Linked DNA regions of Delphinus delphis: region 1 is linked to region 2. The links are chromatin contacts, called in public Hi-C maps. All regions are on one chromosome and are shown on one strand. Each heading gives the region's core, a stretch centred on a gene start, on an enhancer-like site or on the middle of the called end of the contact. The rest is flanking DNA. Distances are from core to core; before and after follow the strand shown.

Region 1 (3,514 bases), core at 875-3,374, 160 kb after region 2:
CACACACTTGCTGTTCTCAGGGAAAGCCCCGCTGGTTCCCACCTTGCCCTTAGCACTTGCCCTTCCTGTGGCTTGTTCCTGCCCATCTCTTCCGTCTGGTCCCTTGTTTGAATGCCACCTTCTCACAGAGATCTTTCTGGCCATCCCCAAACTCTTTGCCCCAACCCATTTTACTCTCTGACCCACAGATTGTCTACCAGGGCCACACATCCCAGTCACCTGGGACACTTTAAAATCGCCGATGGGGACTTCCCTTGTGGTCCGGTGGTTAAGACTCTGTGCTCCCAATGCAGGGGGCAGGGGTTCGATCCCTGGTCGGGGAACTAAGATCCCTCATGCCGTATGGCGGGGCCGAAAGAAAAAAAAAATCGCTGATGCCCAAAGACTGAGTCTATGAGCCTGGGTGAACCTAGGCATCAGTATTACCGAAAGCAGCCCATCTCACCCACTCTGTTTCTCTCCGTGTTTGTTTGTTTATTGTCTGTGTCTCCACTCGAGTGGAGCCAGGGCTTGGCCTGTCTTGTGCCCTGCCACTGAAATTCAGTTCAGTCAGCCAGTCCCCCACCTCCATGCCGCCTGGAAAATCCCACTCTAACTACAGGCCCAGTTTGGGGCGAGGACAGTGGGTGGGATGGCAGGAATCATTGCAGCCTTCCTGAGGTGTCTAGTCGCATATTGGCAGACAGGACAGAGTCAGAGCTGGAAGGGTGCCAGGCAAGCATCCAGTCTGGGCTCCCATTGTACAGATGGGCACTGCCCTAGTGAGAGAGGGATCCTCGATCGAGTTCACGCCCTGGATGGTAGGGGCTACGGAGAAGACCCTCAAAGGGTTGAAGCTGCTGGAGACCTCCTTCTAGGCTCAGCACGCTGTGTGACCTTGGCCAAGCCTCTGACCTTCTCTGGACTTTATTGTCCCCGCTCTGTACTTTGGCTGAGACGGTCCCAAGTTCGGACACTGGAAGTTTCTATGAGTCCTTTCCTGAGCGGTGCCGACCTGCAGAGGGCCTGCAAGGGGTTAAGCTTCTTCTGCTCCCCCTCACTCTGCATGCAGACGAACCCCCTCCTTCTGACAAACACTTGTAGGAAATCAGGCTGGGCGCTTCCTGCCGAGGCGAGGCGGCCTCAGCCGCAGCAGGGGCGGGGAGAGGTGGGGAGCGATGCTAGTCTGTGAGCAGCGACTGGGGCTGGCAGAGCGGCCTGGAGGCGGGCCAGGGCGCCATGGAGGCAGGGGGCTCCCCAGGTTTGGAACAAAGACTCCACATGCAGGTCCCCTGAGCCTGGGCCAGCAGGATGGTGGTGGAGCCCGAGAGAGGTGAGGGAGCCGAGGAGGGCGGGGGTTGGGGGAGCCGCCTTCCCCCTGGAAGGGCCAGTCACAGGCTCTCTGGGACAGTCCGGGCGGCTGGACCAGCCCAGCCAGGAAGTTGCAGCTGTGGCAGCTGTATTACTTCTCTCTGGCTTAGGGGAGCCCGGCCCCCAGGGCAAGGGTGGATTTTGGGGGGATTTTCTCAAGCCTCAGGATGCTGGATCCCAGCCAGAGCTCTGATTCTGATCTCTGTGAACTCGGGCAAGTGCTGGTCCCTCTCTGTGCCCGGGGTGTCCTCATCTGCACATGGCGCGTTAGCCCCAGGGGCTGCTAAGGGGCTTCAGACATGATGCACGGGTGTGCGGCAGCCAGGAGGCAGCAGGGGGTCCCCACTAAAGAGTGGCCCCTTCTGCCGAGTAAGGACAAGGAGAGGAGCCAGGGATGGGCCGGCAGACCCGGCCAAGCCCTTCAGGCTGGCGGGGCAAGAGTCCGCAGCAGCAAGGGGCACCTTTCCTCTTTCTCCTCGGCCTCTGCTGCCTCCACCGGAGAGAGCTGGGGGCAGGGTACGTCCAGAGGGGGAAGTGGCTGTGCTGCATGGCTGGCGGGAACTGGTTTCTACACGGCTGGCGGGAACCCCTTGAGAACAGTAGGTCTGTGCCCTACCAGCTGCTCAGGGAGGGCTGCCGAGTATGGGGCTCTGAGCTCAAAGGCCCAGCTTTTCTGGAGGGGCCCAGCCACTTGGTAAGGGGGTCTTCCTTCCCCTTCCTCTCGCCGCCCCACCAAGTCTGATGGACTTGGTTTCAGAGTCACAAGCCGTGGATTTCAATCCCTAGCCACGCTTCCGGACTGCGAGGTCTTGTGAAAGGCGGCCACCTCTCTGCGGCTCAGTTTCCACATCTGAGAGATGTCAGGGACTGGGTGAGAGCAAGGCGGCTGGTGCCTCGGAGAGCTCTGCTGGATGGTAAGGGGCTGGGGAGGGCATGAGGGAGCAGAAGTGGGCTGCGTGGCTGAAGTTGGCAGAGGAGAACTGGGGATTGAGCCATAAAGGGAAGGGTCTCCACTTTTGGACCTGGGGGCAGCGAAGCCCCCTGGCGGTGGCTGAGCCACTCGGGAAGGGGACAAAGAGACCACAAGGGTCTCGCAGACCCTCGAGAGAGCCAGCGACAGAGGTGGTGTGATGGAGGGAGGAGACGTACAAAAGGACGGGGAATGGGTGGTGCCTCCTTGTGGGGCTGGTTTCTCCAGGGCTGGCAGGGCCCCTGAGCCCTGGAGAAAGCAGTCCCACAAGGACAGCCCAGCCCTTGAAGGACCTTAGTGCTCACGGGGCTCTCCTGGGCTCAGCCTCCCAACCCCACTGCCCCTCGGGAGCAGCCCCTGTGCTCTCGAGAAGGCTGTCCAGAACCACCCTGTCTTTGGCCGCCATTCAGGGACCCCTGCCATAGCTCTCTGTCTAGTTCTGTTCATACTTTCAGACCTCTGTGCCTTTGCCTGTGCTGTTCCCTCTGCCTGGAATGCCCTTCCTCATTCTTCTCCCCCAAATCCTCTTTGTCTCTCAGGCCCGGCTTAATGCTCCCTTCGACAGTAATCCTGTACCCACCCCCCATCTGAAATTTTGGAACACTTTTACTCAGGTCTGTACTCCTCGTGTCTTGTGGTGCTTGGCACACAGTAGGAGGTCATAGGTTTTCTTAATTTGCACCCACTGGGTGCTCAATATATATCTTTGTTACTCTGAATTGGGACCTCAGGCAGGAGGAGGGGGTTAACTGTTTGGAGTCTATGGTCCTCAGAAGCCAACAAGTCAACCAGGAACCTCAAAGTTCACTTAGCCCCGCCCCTACCTCCCAGCCCACCCTAACAGGGCGCCACTCCCCATGGTTGCGAGAGCGGGTGGCGTTTTCTCCATCTTACATTGAGGAAAACCTAAGCCCAGCAGTTCACGGTGGATGAGCAGCACCAGGGCCAGAAGCTGGTCTCCAGACACCCTGCCTGCTTCTCTTTCACAGCAGCCCAGTGAGCAGGTGTCCTTGTCCCAGCGTGAGCTCAGCACGTGCTTGGCACTCGTGTGTGTTTGTTGACTGACTGGCTGACCGACCTGTCCTGGACTCCATGGCACCCAGGGCTGTGGCGTGCGCGAAATGCAGAGCTTTTGCTCATGAGAGGCTCACAGGTTTGGGGGCCTGGGGAACATGTGCAAAACTCCAGCCAGTG
Region 2 (3,379 bases), core at 437-2,936:
AATGAAATACAGAGTACCACACAACCCCTAATTGAAAAAGTAAAAGAGGCATGCTTGAAATCTACTTGGGTATGGGATAAGAGTATAAATCCTATTCTGGGGGAAAGAACACCAAGACATTACTAAGATTAATAGTTTTTGGTATTTTACCCCAGCTATGTTGTTTCCCAGGGTATGGTCATACCATTTTTCTCTGAGCCTCATTTTTCCCATCTGTCAAATAGGAATAGAAACATCTATCTCACCAGATGGGAAACTGAAGATATAAAAGTTAAATCAGACATAGTCCCTATTCTCCAGGAGCTTAGTCTAGTGACTGAGCCATATGAAGAAACAGCTTACTGCACAGTGATGACGGGAATAGGTACTTGCGGAGGACTCCTAGCCTAGTCTGAGGGGAAAAGATGAAGTCAGGGAAGGCTTCCTGGAAGAACTACTGCCTAAATTTTGATATCGGAAGAAGCCTAAGTGTTAGAGGATGAAGAGTAACCTAGGAAAAGGCTCTTCCCATCAGGAACCAGCTGTGCAAAGGCTTGCAGGGGAAATCAACCAAGGCGCTTTTGAGGAATCACTGTGTCTGGAGCGAGTACCTAAAAGGGAGCTTAGAGAAGAAAGCCACAGCCTGATGCAAAAGCACCTCCTACACCCTCTTAAGGAATTTAGGCTTTATTCTGCAAGCACTAAACGTTTGTTGACTATAGGGGCGGTGGGGAAGTCATATTCGCAATTGAGAGGTATGACTGACTGCAGTGAGGAGAACCAAACGGAAGAGAGGAGGAAGCCTTCCACTCACCAATCTAGATTCGATCTACCTGTTAAGTTCTTGAGCAACCTCACACTTCTCAACTCTAGCCCTCCTCTCACCTGCAATTAATCTACCCCAAATTTGCTTCCTTCACTGGGGCTTTGAATACCGCAATAAAGACCACAGATGTCCCAGGTACTGTGTTTGGCACGTATTAACAGCATTGAAAAAACAAATGTAAGGAATTAACGAATTAGGCTACTACGGGAGCCTCAGAGAACTTGATGCCCTGGACTAAGATGCTGGCTGCAGGAATGGAGAAAAAGTGAACAAATAAACCTTGGCAACTGACTAAACATGGCGAACGAGGGAGGGTCTGAGACGTGGCAAAAAGGACTGTTTCCAGACTGAGCAAAAGTGTAGATGGTGGCTCCCTACAGTGAGATGGAGGACCCCAAAGGAGTAAGTGCGAAGGGGGAGAACAACGCGTTCCCTTGGGATAATCCACTTTTCACACCCCCGAGACCCTAAGAAGGACGTCCACTTTGTCTCCACGCCCTATCTACTAGCCTACATCGCAGCTCTCAGGCGACCTACAAGACTTCCAAAGCCTCGGATCCAGAGAGCTGCGAGTGCGATTGTAACCAATCCCCACCCCGCCCCCGGCCCCGTCAGCAGTTTTTCGGGCCTCATCCACCTACCACCTCCCGCGGCCTGCCCGCAACTCTTGGACTCGCGCCACGCCTGGCCGTCCCAACCCCAAACTCACGCTTGCGGGCCTCGGACACCTTCTCGGCGGCCCGCTTCTCGGCCTGGAGCAGCTGCTGGATTCCCTGCGACTGACTAGCCATAGCTGCGGCGACGTTTCCGACACGCCACAGACAGGCCTAAATTGGCTCTATCGCCCCCTCGGGTCAGCCGACCCAGCTGCCCAAGATCTGCGCCTGCGCCCGCCGCCCCGCGTACCATCACGTGACCTCCGCAACGCCGCGTCAGCTGACTTCGCTTGGCGTCTTGTGACTCGGAGGGGACGAGGTAAGGCGAGGCGGGGCGAGGCGGGGCGAGGCGGGGCGAGGCGGGGCGAGGCGGGGCGAGGCGGGGCGAGGCGGGGCGAGGCGGGGCGGGACGGAGGCGGGAGACCAGAGCGCCTTGACTGCGCCTGCGCAGGATCTGCTGTGGCTGTCTTCTTTGCTCACACGCAGCTCAAGGCCCTTTCAAGGTCTGTCTTTTCTCTGGTTCCATCTTTGTGGCCGCTCTGCGACGTCGTTACTGCGGTAATCCCTCCCTTTACAGTAAGCTCACATCGAGATCCAGAGAGAAGGGGCCAAGTCAAATCACTTTCCCCTATTTTGCCCACTGCTGTACTCCCGCCCCTTTTTGGAGTTTTCTTTGGCACTCGGAATATATTTAGGGACAGGCTAAAATTCTTGTCAGGCTCTTGGGTTGGAATCTGAATTGGGAATAGGGAGACTTGGGGTGAAGTCTGCCACTAATCTGTGTGATTTGAGGAAGGGTGTTTTCCCTTTCTTAACCGAAGCTCAGGAAAGGATTAGTGTTTTCCATAAATATTTGATGAATGCCTGCTGCGACCCTAGACCGCTGTTGGTACTGAGGATACAGCAGAGAGCGAGACCAACAAGGTCCCTGGTGGAGCACGCAGTTTATGGGCAAAACCAGATTAAACTAAAGGGAAAATTACAAACTGTGGTAAAGTAATGAAGGAAAAACGCAGGTTGCTCTACGAAGGAATAAGGAAGAGGGGGTGTGGAGGTGACTGTGAAGACTCTCCCAAAGAAGTGGTATTTAAAATGATATCAGAATAATGAGAAGTTAGCCAGGAAAGGATACTGGGAGACAGTGGGGGTGGAGCGTGATTAGGGGAAAAGGACATGCATATGTGGATTTGGGGGGAGCAACATGGCACAGAGAAGTCTCCCACCACAAATAGGGAGGTAGGAAGCCAGTGGTTGAGTTTACAATATGACAAGCAGTGTCCTAAACGCTTGACAACTCCTTATGGTAACTTAGAAGTAGTGTTATTAACCCCGTTTTGTAGCTGACCAAACTGCATCTCACAGAGGTTAAGTAACTTGCCCGAAGTCAAATCCCTGTTAACTGTGAGATAAGGTGTATGAATCTAGCCAGGGCTGCAGAGTGGAATATCTGACCCATTGTGCTCTTCTCTGAGAATCTTGTGGGCTGTGGAAAGGACCAGGTGATCTAGAATTCACCAAGCACGACGAGCATAGAATGATGCCAGCACTTTTAGATAGAAGTATCTCTGTACTTCAGAAGGAGCTGGATTCCTGCCTCAGGACATTTTCATTTGATGAGGTTAGGAGTGGGGTTGAAAGGAGGCTAAAATCAGAAACTCCTTTCCCGATTCAAGAACTATTACTTGACTGATCTCTGGAACTTTTAATTCCAGTCGATGATTTCCTGGGAAAATTTGTCATTTTTGGCATTTCAAGAAAACATAATTCATTCAGTCAGTCAACGGAGGACAGTACACACTTCTAAGGGTGTGATGAGGATCAAAAGAGCTGGGTATCACCTCCTAGAGAAATGGAAATAAAAACAAGAATAAACAAATGGGACCTAATGAAACTTAAAAGCTTTTGCACAGCAAAGGAA

The links. Hi-C and Micro-C count contacts between places; a contact is called where the count stands out from the background.
Region 1: a contact with region 2 is called in a Hi-C map of muscle, with 4 times the contacts expected there. The contact joins the promoter of AKNA here to the promoter of ATP6V1G1 in region 2. A contact is called at or near these places in 2 of 3 Hi-C or Micro-C datasets (lung and muscle).

The regions. Positions count from the first base shown.
Region 1 is chr6:19,568,952-19,572,465 of mDelDel1.2, forward strand. AKNA (AT-hook transcription factor) reads left to right here and starts at 2,125. Exons shown (of 22, transcript XM_060014268.1): 1 at 2,125-2,264.
Region 2 is chr6:19,412,045-19,415,423 of mDelDel1.2, forward strand. It overlaps ATP6V1G1 (ATPase H+ transporting V1 subunit G1), which reads right to left and starts at 1,687. Exons shown (of 3, transcript XM_060014263.1): 1 at 1,515-1,687. The coding sequence starts at 1,596.